Linked DNA regions of Mus musculus: all the other regions are linked to region 1. The links are chromatin contacts, called in public Hi-C maps. All regions are on one chromosome and are shown on one strand. The core of a region is the stretch at or near the end of the contact, and the rest is flanking DNA. Distances in the headings are between cores, read along the strand shown.

What was found. A called contact is a pair of places that touch in the nucleus more often than the background predicts.
Region 2: a Hi-C map of uterus shows a contact between it and region 1, with 1.9 times the contacts expected there. The contact joins two enhancer-like sites. A contact is called at or near these places in 3 of 484 Hi-C or Micro-C datasets (CD8 T cells, nephron progenitors and uterus) and 1 of 115 datasets of contacts at active chromatin or transcription factors (CD8 T cells).
Region 3: a Hi-C map of uterus shows a contact between it and region 1, with 2.4 times the contacts expected there. The contact joins two enhancer-like sites. A contact is called at or near these places in 2 of 484 Hi-C or Micro-C datasets (nephron progenitors and uterus) and 1 of 115 datasets of contacts at active chromatin or transcription factors (CD8 T cells).

The regions. Positions count from the first base shown.
Region 1 is chr12:79,659,921-79,663,007 of GRCm38.p6, forward strand. The region is part of intron 8 of Rad51b (RAD51 paralog B); the gene reads left to right. Among named protein-coding and RNA genes, the nearest start is that of Gm36048, 140 kb to the right of the region's middle. Within about 2 kb of position 1,516, at least 62 of the 459 cell types and tissues checked have an H3K27ac peak or open chromatin away from gene starts, as enhancers often do. A contact at or near this core is called in uterus, where this site is marked.
Region 2 is chr12:79,432,363-79,435,449 of GRCm38.p6, forward strand. All of the region lies in intron 7 of Rad51b (RAD51 paralog B), which reads left to right. Among named protein-coding and RNA genes, the nearest start is that of Rad51b, 140 kb to the left of the region's middle. Within about 2 kb of position 1,484, at least 33 of the 459 cell types and tissues checked have an H3K27ac peak or open chromatin away from gene starts, as enhancers often do. A contact at or near this core is called in uterus, where this site is marked.
Region 3 is chr12:79,452,623-79,455,709 of GRCm38.p6, forward strand. All of the region lies in intron 7 of Rad51b (RAD51 paralog B), which reads left to right. Among named protein-coding and RNA genes, the nearest start is that of Rad51b, 160 kb to the left of the region's middle. Within about 2 kb of position 1,614, at least 21 of the 459 cell types and tissues checked have an H3K27ac peak or open chromatin away from gene starts, as enhancers often do. A contact at or near this core is called in uterus, where this site is marked.

The DNA.
Region 1 (3,087 bases), core at 266-2,765:
TCTGCCTATGTATGTCATTAAAAATCATTATGACTACATATACACACACATACCATATGCACCATATATACAATATACACAAACACATTCAAATACTATACATGCACACATCACGCAAACAATATATGCACTACATACAAACACACTCAACAAACCATACATGCACACATCACACACACTCAAAACATATATATCATATACACACTATATACAAACACACTCACAAACAATACATGCACATATTACACACACACATACATACCCCATATACATATACTATATACACACTACACACAAACACATTCAGGAACAATACATGCACACATGACACACAGATACATACCTTATACATATACCATATACACACAATACACAAACACACTCATAAACCATACCTGCACACATCATACCCACACACAAAATATACATATACCATATATACACTACACACAAGCACACTCACATACCATACATGCACACACACACTTGTTCAGCTCTGAGGAAATTGGAAGATTATCTTTCTTCTTTATTTGGAAACAAGTTCCCAGAATCCTGCTTTATATTAAGCAAAGTGGAATGAAATGGCAGGGGAAGAAATGGCTTTGGACTCTAGTGTAATGGCAACAGGAAAATGATAGCAGCAAAGGAAGTTCCTAGCTCATCCTTAGGTAACTAGCTGTTCCTGACTATGAAGCCCTAATGGCGATTGAAGCAGTTGGGGTTTTGTTTGTTTGTTTGTTTGTTTTGTTTTTTAAGGTATTTTGCTTGTATAGCTAAATAGGTAAAGAGGATGTGGGAGTGTTTTAACCAAAGTCTAAAATGGGGTCATTTACCAGTAAGTTAAAATGAACAGATTTTGGCTGGGGAAAACACTTGCCTAATACTCTTGAAACAACAACATTCCGTCCCGAGAACTTCAGACAAAGAGGTGGGGGTCATTTCTTAGAACATTCATTCCTGATCAAATATATTGCAATGGTCCCTAAGTTCCTATGAGAGAGAGAGAGGAGAAATACATGGCACAAAATGCTTGTGGTTTCAGTCCTTTATTTGGTCACCTTTGCCTATGCGCTAACTAATGACGATGGGCAAGTCTTTTCATCACTTTGGACCTCAGTTTCTTCTTCTGCCTGATGTTAGTTTGAAGAAGTGAGCGATTGCTTGAGTCTTTTTCAGTCCTGACAGGGTGAGGTGGGTCTGCAGATGGGCAGCACCCAGCCACGGGTGGCTCTTCTGTTTCACAGAGTAAACCTGTAATGGATTTCAGCTGCAGAACAGAGGCCCTTGCTTAAACAGTGTTCACTTGAAAACAGTTGTGGGGTGAGAGCATGCAGCCAAGAGCAGCCAGCAATAAAATGATCTGGGTTGACCTGAGAGAAGCACCCAGCAGGGGTTGATCCGGGAAATGAAGTCCCTTCTGCTCTGCTGCAGAGAAGGGAATACAAGTGACCTGGTCCAACTGAGCCGTCTCTTCTGCCCAAGCTGATCCTGTGCTATTAATATCTGCCAGCTGCAAGCCCAGAGCATCCCCTGCTGAGATCAAAGGAGCCCCTATCTTAGCTGGAACAAGGTCATCTGCACAGGGCTATAAAAGTAAGTCCTGGCTGGCTACAAGGATGGCTATGGGGGAGGAGAAGTCAGGAGATGGGAGGCACTCTGTGCTCCTTTAATCTCAGCTGACCAGCTGTTGCCCTCCCAGTGTTTGTAGAGTTGAGAGTTCTTTGTTTTGGCATTGCTGCCTCTGCCTTATTCAATTTGTGCCTGGGTTGTTGTCTGGATTAAGCACACCTAGTGTTCACAGTTTGGGTCCCCAATATGAGTCCCTGCATTGCAGTTTCATTCCAGTGTTGACTTAACAGCTCTGAGGTGGGATGGCCAAAGAAGGAAGGAGTGGACTCCATAGGCCGACGCCTTTCCCAACCGATTCCTGCCCTACACAGCTTGTGTCTTAGGAAGGAATAAGAGGACACATTCAGTTACTTGGCGTTTTTGCAGCCTGCCTTTCATGAACTACCCTCATTGATTCAAGAAAATAGAACATTCAGGGTCCATGCAAAGTCATCCCAGCCCAGGGTGTTTCTCACTCTCTCTGGGTTGCATACACTTCTGATTGGCTATATGTTCATATGGAAGAGACACAAAGAGAATAAGGGACAGACAGCCCCAGAAATGAATACGGAATAAGAAAGAAGCAATATAGAAAGAGGGGTGTGTGTCAAGCCTGCCAAAGTGTCTTTGCTAACTAGAGCAGCCTCAACAATGAGGTCATTTGCCTGACTCTGTACAGTAGAGTTAAAATCCCACCAGTTGGTTGCTCTTTAGACCCCCTACTGTCTTACAATAATATCAGGGCTGGAAAAGACTTCATGGTTGTTCTATTTGTCCAGCCCATCATTTCACAAATGAGACCAAGTTTAAAAAAAATAACAATATTTATTGTTTTATGTTTTCCATAATTCTAGACCTGAGTAGGTAGTGTCATTCAAAGCAACTTTTCCAGATAATTGTTTTAATGGTGAAAATCCTGATATACATACTATCAGAAATCATTCAACAGTTATTGCAACTCTTCTGATTCTTAGCTCTTGTAGTTCTTCCTTGCGGCAACTCAGAAGAGACCCTGGGTTGCTGGGCCTCAGTCACAGGGACTCTCTTTCCTCGTATTGGTCATTAGGGAAGGGGTCTAATGACCTAGCTGCCCATAAATGCCTATCCTATTCTGACCTAGGATTTGAGCAGAACTGACCCAAGTCCCCATACACTGGGGCATGGTTGGTAGGTGACATTGTTGTGTAGTAGCAAGATTGGAGCTCTGCTCAACTCGCACCTTTAACTTGCTCTCTTCTGATGGTTTGGGAGGGTAGCAGTTAATTTTCAATATGGTGACATGTCAGGCCCACTTGAGGAGTCCCAAGTCGTTTCATGGGATGGAAGACATTACCGGGCTGCCACCCAGTGTTCCGACATCTGGTGCGTTGGTATCTTCTTATCTCTGTTAGTAGTCTTTGGTTGACTACAGCACATGGAAAGTAAAACTTGAAAGTGCATGGAAGGGTCAAAGATAGAACAAAAGAAGAAGTAAAATGT
Region 2 (3,087 bases), core at 234-2,733, 230 kb before region 1:
TTCTAAATAGTGCTCTATAATCAATATTTTGTAACTATCTTCCTACATCTTATTTAGACTTGTTCATTTGAAGTCATTTTTGTCTATTGTGGGTATCAATTACTGGAAATACTACATAATGGTATTTATAACTCTGCTTTTCTACACAGCTTCATGTTCAAGGACATGTTTTCATTTTAATAAACCTTGGCAGAAGTAATTATATTGTGGAAATCAGTGTGCTGAAATCAGGATCTATTATTTTGTTCTTTAGTCTTCAGAGTAATGGTGGAAATGTTAATGTATATTAAACAAACAAATGTCATATTTATATTCTAATTATCTTATGAATATCACAAAAATGAGAATATAGTTTCTCCATGATTAAAAGCTACTTTCTAGCCATGAACAACGTGGGCCATCCTAAAAGCGATGGAATGAATGGAGTTTTGGCACACATTTGTTCTCATTTTCTTTTAAGTCATCAGCAAGAACAAGTCTTCAGCTACACATAAAAGAGATACATTAAGGGTGTGTTTCGGGCAGCTTAGATTATTACCGTTATTATTTTGTATGCTTGGGTATTGAATACAAGACCGTGTACAGAAGGCAGGTGGTATCCTACCTCTGAGCAAACCCTGCCCTCTTGAAAGGTTTGATAGTACACAGGTCATCCTCAGCTGCCCTTGCTCTGTTTCCCTCCTGTTCTCTGGCACCCAGTGCCTGCTTTCATTTTGCTATGCATCCTTCTGCCTTTTGCTTTCTCCGCTTCTCTCATAATTGCATGTTTTACATAATCAGCAGGCTTGGAAGGCCCTGTAAATGCTGTCTTCTGGAAATGGTCAGAGGTTGAGGAATTCGATGGTTAGAACCACTAATGGGGATCTTCTGGAAGCAGTCATTGTGTTGGGCATTAGAAGGCTGAGGGTCTGTGATGGATGCTGCTGGTTACCGTTTCTACAGGATTCTGGTGCTTCATCAGGATTCTATCTGTGTATTGTCTTTGTGTTCTCCTCATTGTTTTCTTTTGAATCCTGTATACCCAGGGTTTGTAGGCACTGTACTAGGTTTGTACCATCAGAGTCCCTCTTTTTTGCTATGTATTTGTTTGTTCTAGCTCAGGAATGATTAGGTATTTGAGAATAGAAATCAGGCCTATTCCTGAGACCAGGGCTTGGTTTCTTGGACATTGGTGGCCAGAATTGTAATATTTATAGTAGATAGTAGTCATATATGTTGTATTTCATGCTTTAAAGTTTGAATGGAATTAAAGGGGAGTTAACTCTTTTGAATTAAAGAAAGCACTGAAAGAAAAACTGTATTCATCGTCAGAACAGTGGAGTAAAAACCCCTTATTATTCATTACATTTTGTAAAGCAAGAAACAAAGAAGTCTAGTTGTTTCTTACCACAGTCATTTTCGAGAGGTTTGTTTATTAGCCAACTCCGACACACCCCTCTCCTAAGCCCAGACTTCTTTTTAATGGTCTTCAATTTCGCAATCATTTAGAAGTGAGTTTTTTCTCTTTCCACCACATTTTTTAGTACACACCCTCTTCCCTCTTCTCCGCTTTACTTTTGTTTCCTTGAGAAAGGAGAGCCCCCTTGAGAGCATAGAATAAACATTTCTTTGTGAAGTGTGACTTATTTATGCTTCAGGGCTTGTCAATGTATACACAATAGAGAAGGTGATGGAGGCTTCCAGGCATGCCAAGCCAGCGTTTTGTGCATGTTGGGGCCAAAGCGTTCTTTAAGAAGGCTGAAAACATTTTTAACAAGTCAGAACATTTTTACAATTTCCATATTTATCAAACATGTCAGGGAATGGAATTGTAAGGCCTTCCAGGGATTAACTGACTCTAGGGCTTGAATGGTTTTGTTAAGATGGAGGAAGCCACCTTCTCAGCACCAGTGATTTGCTCCAATAACCACAAGAGTGAGACTGTGGGTGAGCCCTGCAGGAGGAGAGGTAATCCTGAGGCGAAAATGCTCTTTGAATGGGGGCAAAAAAATCTTCCAACAGTGTGGCTCTTCCAACAGTGTGACTGACTCTTCCAACAGTGTGACTGACTCTTCCAACAGTGTGACTGACTCTTCCAACAGTGTGGCTCTTCCAACAGTGTGGCTCTTCTGAGGGAGCCCAGCAGATGGAAGTCGCTGCCCCAGAGCTTCTGCTTTATCAGTTCTCTGGTTGGTGGTTCTTGGTCTTTGACAGACACACGAGTGAAAAGGAACCAAGAGACATAGCCGTTCCCAAACAGGTAGCCATTGCTTTTTTGTACTTGGCAAAACATGCCAAAACTCACATTGTTTTCAGATGTCTGGGGTTCGACAGACTCTCGCTTGCATTTACAAACACTCTCCTTTGAATTTCAGCTCAGGAATATATTGGGTGGCATTAAGTTGGTGATGCATTTGCATGATACCAGAAGGCTGCCTTCGGAAGGTGATTACATCACACACGTGTCCGGAGCTGTCCTTGCTCTGTTTCCCTCCGGTTCTCTGACACTCAGCGTCTGCTTTCATTTCGCTGTGCATTCTCCTGCTTTTTGTTTTCTCTGCTTCTCTCATAATTGTACGTTTTTCATAATCAGCAGGCTTGGAAGGCCCTTACATATAGTTGTTGATGCCCCCTCATTCTAATATGGAGAGATTCGGGCCTCACGTTCTTTCTGTAAGATTTGGGAGTTATCTAGTTATGGAGTGATCCCCAAACCCATCATGGGAGCAGCACAAAGGCAGGCCAGACCCTTTGGTCTCTGAGCTGCATGATTAATATGCAACCCTGGGCCAATAGTTAGTTTTAAAGTTCGTGTTCAAATGGGTTTTCAACAGCTAAATCTAGAGCAAGCTTCTTCTAGAGAAATAAATAAGAAGAGAGAGAGAGTGTGTGTGTGTGTGTAAACATAAGGGTTTGTGACATGAGAAGCTCGGAGATGACGGAGCCCCAACAATGCTCCGAGGTTAAGTGTCACAGGTGACTCCCATTACAGTTGGTAGGAAAGGGAGAAGCACGTGCGACTTCATGAATGAGGATTAAACCATAAGCTTTTAAAGGATAGGGGAAAAAAGCTGTGGTGAAATATGGCGCCTAACTTGTTACTGCCTC
Region 3 (3,087 bases), core at 364-2,863, 210 kb before region 1:
AGAGACGTTCATGGAGAGAGAACACCTATACACATAAAACCATTTTTTAAAATGGGTATTTATTCTGTCCTAATATCTCTGAAGTGTTTGTGTGTAGACACCTGGCAATGGGGACACTGGTGACCTGGCCAATTCTTGTCCCTTTCCTCAGAGAACTCATCTGGAGTGTTGCTCATTGCTGGAATCATGGGTTTCAACACCTACTGGCAAAATGGGAAGTCTCAACCTCTCACTTGTGATTCGGATTCCTCTCACACAGGCTTTATTTCATTTGGAGGAAACAACCCTCACTGGGTGAGATGCAAGTGATGAGAAGGAAGCTATCATTGATTAGGTAGAGCTGATCAGTGACAAATCATGAGCCACCTCAGTTACAGGGTAAGCTGGCTACAGACTGTCAAAACAGCAGAACTCTGACTTCAACCCTGAGATTATTCCACTTATGTAACAGTGCTGCACAGGACACGGCTGGCATATTTCATAACCAGCATTCTTAAGGCAGTGATTGGACCTACTAGTCAGACCACACAGACATGGAACAGAGCTGCCCATGCCCTGTGCAGGAAGCGCCAAAGGCACAATCAGCAGGGGAGGTTGTGATGCTGGGCCACCGAGTTTGCCCTGCTTACTGTACTTGAACTCCTGCTCTCTTACCGCACTCTTATTTTGTACCAAGAGCTTTATTTCTTAAAGTGTAGTATTTAGAAATAAAACTAATAGAAAAAAAACGCATAGGGTTGATACAACTTGGCAAGATACTAGGATGGCGGCAGTCGTTTTAGACAGAATTTATTTTTTCTTTTGTCACAGAGAAAAGCAGCATGAAAGGAGAATTTGGATTTAGGATTTTTGTTTTGTTTTTTGTTTCTTCAGGAAAGCATAAAGTTCCACATACTTAGTTTTAATCTCGGGGAAAGGGAGCCTACGAAGTGCCACAGATAATGATGTTTACTCCTTAGCCCTATGGTAGTTTAGAAAATAAAAACACTAAATGAGATGGGAGCAAGCAGAAGGAAGTCTTTGTGTTATCACAAGGTGTGAGGGGCAGTGAGAAAACATCACAGGTGTCTGTGTGCCTTCTGAGATCTTTGTTACTGTGTTTAGTCTGGTGGTGAGGAAGAGAGGAGCGGTCCACAAGGAATCTATTGTCAGACACTGCTGCACCCTTCTTTATTCTGACTGTGTAAGCTCTAAGTCATTATTTAATTTTTCTTGTCGTCCTCTGACCTTGGAGAAAGTCATCAGCCTTCACTCTGAAAAGAGGAGCGGTCAGTTTTCCTCCTGCACGGGAAAAAAACAGGTTTGCTGTCCCGTGATTATGCCCTGTAACACTTCTGTTTATTATGAGACAGAGTCTTACAATGTAGCCCACTCTGGTCTCAAACTTGTGATCCTCTTGCATGAATCGCCCAAGCACTAGGAATATAAGCATGTGCCAGCACACACAGGTTGTTGAGTGACATTTTGAAATATAGTTACCATGACAGTGCCTTGATTTTGTAGCTACAGAGTGTGGTGCCATTGGCATGTTCGACTGGATTGTTCCTTAGAGGGTCTGTTCTGGTGTTTAGCAGCCTTCTTGGCTTCTGCCCACTGGATGGCAGTAACGGCACCCCACTGGGAGACGAAAATCATCTCTACCTGAGAACAATTACTCTAGACATATTTGGTGGCCCCACCCACTCCTCTGAGAAGTGAAGTGAGATGAAAAGTAAGAAGGTGGTTTTACAACTTAGAAAGCATTAGCAGCTTTTCAAGAGCCTTTTTGATAATATGGTGGTTGTGAGGATTTGGTAAATTTGGTTAAAGGTGAGTAAGTGGAGGGTGGTGGGTGGACATAGTGGGTGCAGGGTCTGTTCTTGTATGGTTTGCCTATGGAAGAAAGATGGAGGGCAGCATGTGAAGGGACGGGTTAAGGGAGGACTTGTGGCCTTGAATACATTCAAGTGATGGCAGGATGAAGTCAAGGAGACAGAAATTCTTAGAGGAGAAGAGAAAATGGGGATGGGCAGCTTGAGGCAGGATGAGTCCAGAGCATAGGGAGAAGGGTGAATTTTAGGACGGATGCTCTACAAACCAGAGACTTTTGGGGGATGAGGAAGGTCCACATTTTATTGCTATGATTGGCTTCTAATTTGGGGACCTTTGGAGGGAATGTTAGGTCTGGGGTTTTCTTAAGACTCAGGACTTGTACCACAGTCTACATAATTTCTGGATGTCCTGGAAGCCATTGGTCTCCAGATTTCATGGTTCTGTGTGGGATATCAGGCGTATGCTAGAATGCTGCACTAGGACTGTGGGTCAGGTTAGGGGATGGGGCCCACTTGTAGTTTAGAGTTCTAGGAGACTTCTCAGATGTCACAGAACCTACCTGCGGCTCACCTGCAGCCAGCCTGCCTTATATTAACAAAGATGTTATTCTCACGATGTTTTCCATTTCTTTATTACATTCATTTATCTTATTGAGAGGGGATGGGGACAGATAGCTAGAGAGGGATGGGAGAGATGAAGTCAGAGAATACTGTCTAGGGTAATTGTGCTGCTGTGTGTGTGTGTGTGTGTGTGTGTGTGTGTGTGTGTTTCCTTCTTGAGAGAAGTTCAAATGTCTGGCTCTGGTTCAATTGCTCTGTGGGTGTAACTGAAGAAGGGGCCTGAGGAGGGGCAAAAGCAATTAAAACCTTGAACATCATAAATGCCCTTCCTAATTAAGTGGCGAGGATGGAAAATCAAGGAGCTACTTCAGCTGTGTTTCTGTTCTTTTAAAACTTTGCTGAAAAGCCAGTTGTTCATGTCTTTCAGAAAGGACGGAACTTTCAGAATAACCCTGAGAAAAAGTTTCCAAAGTTGTCTCGCTGTCATATGCTCTTTTACGAACCTTCCCCTTTGATTTCCTGGGCCCTCTTACCTGTACCCTCTGCCTGGCCTCCCCAGCACTCCAGTGTGGAAGCGCCAGACGTGATTCTCTAGTCTATGAATGGAGACAGTTCAAGTATCTAACTGTTGTTTCCTTTGTTCACATTGCTTTTGGTGCTTGCTGGGAAATGCTCTGAAAACTGAACTGGGGACTGAGCACAAAAGCCAGGCGAT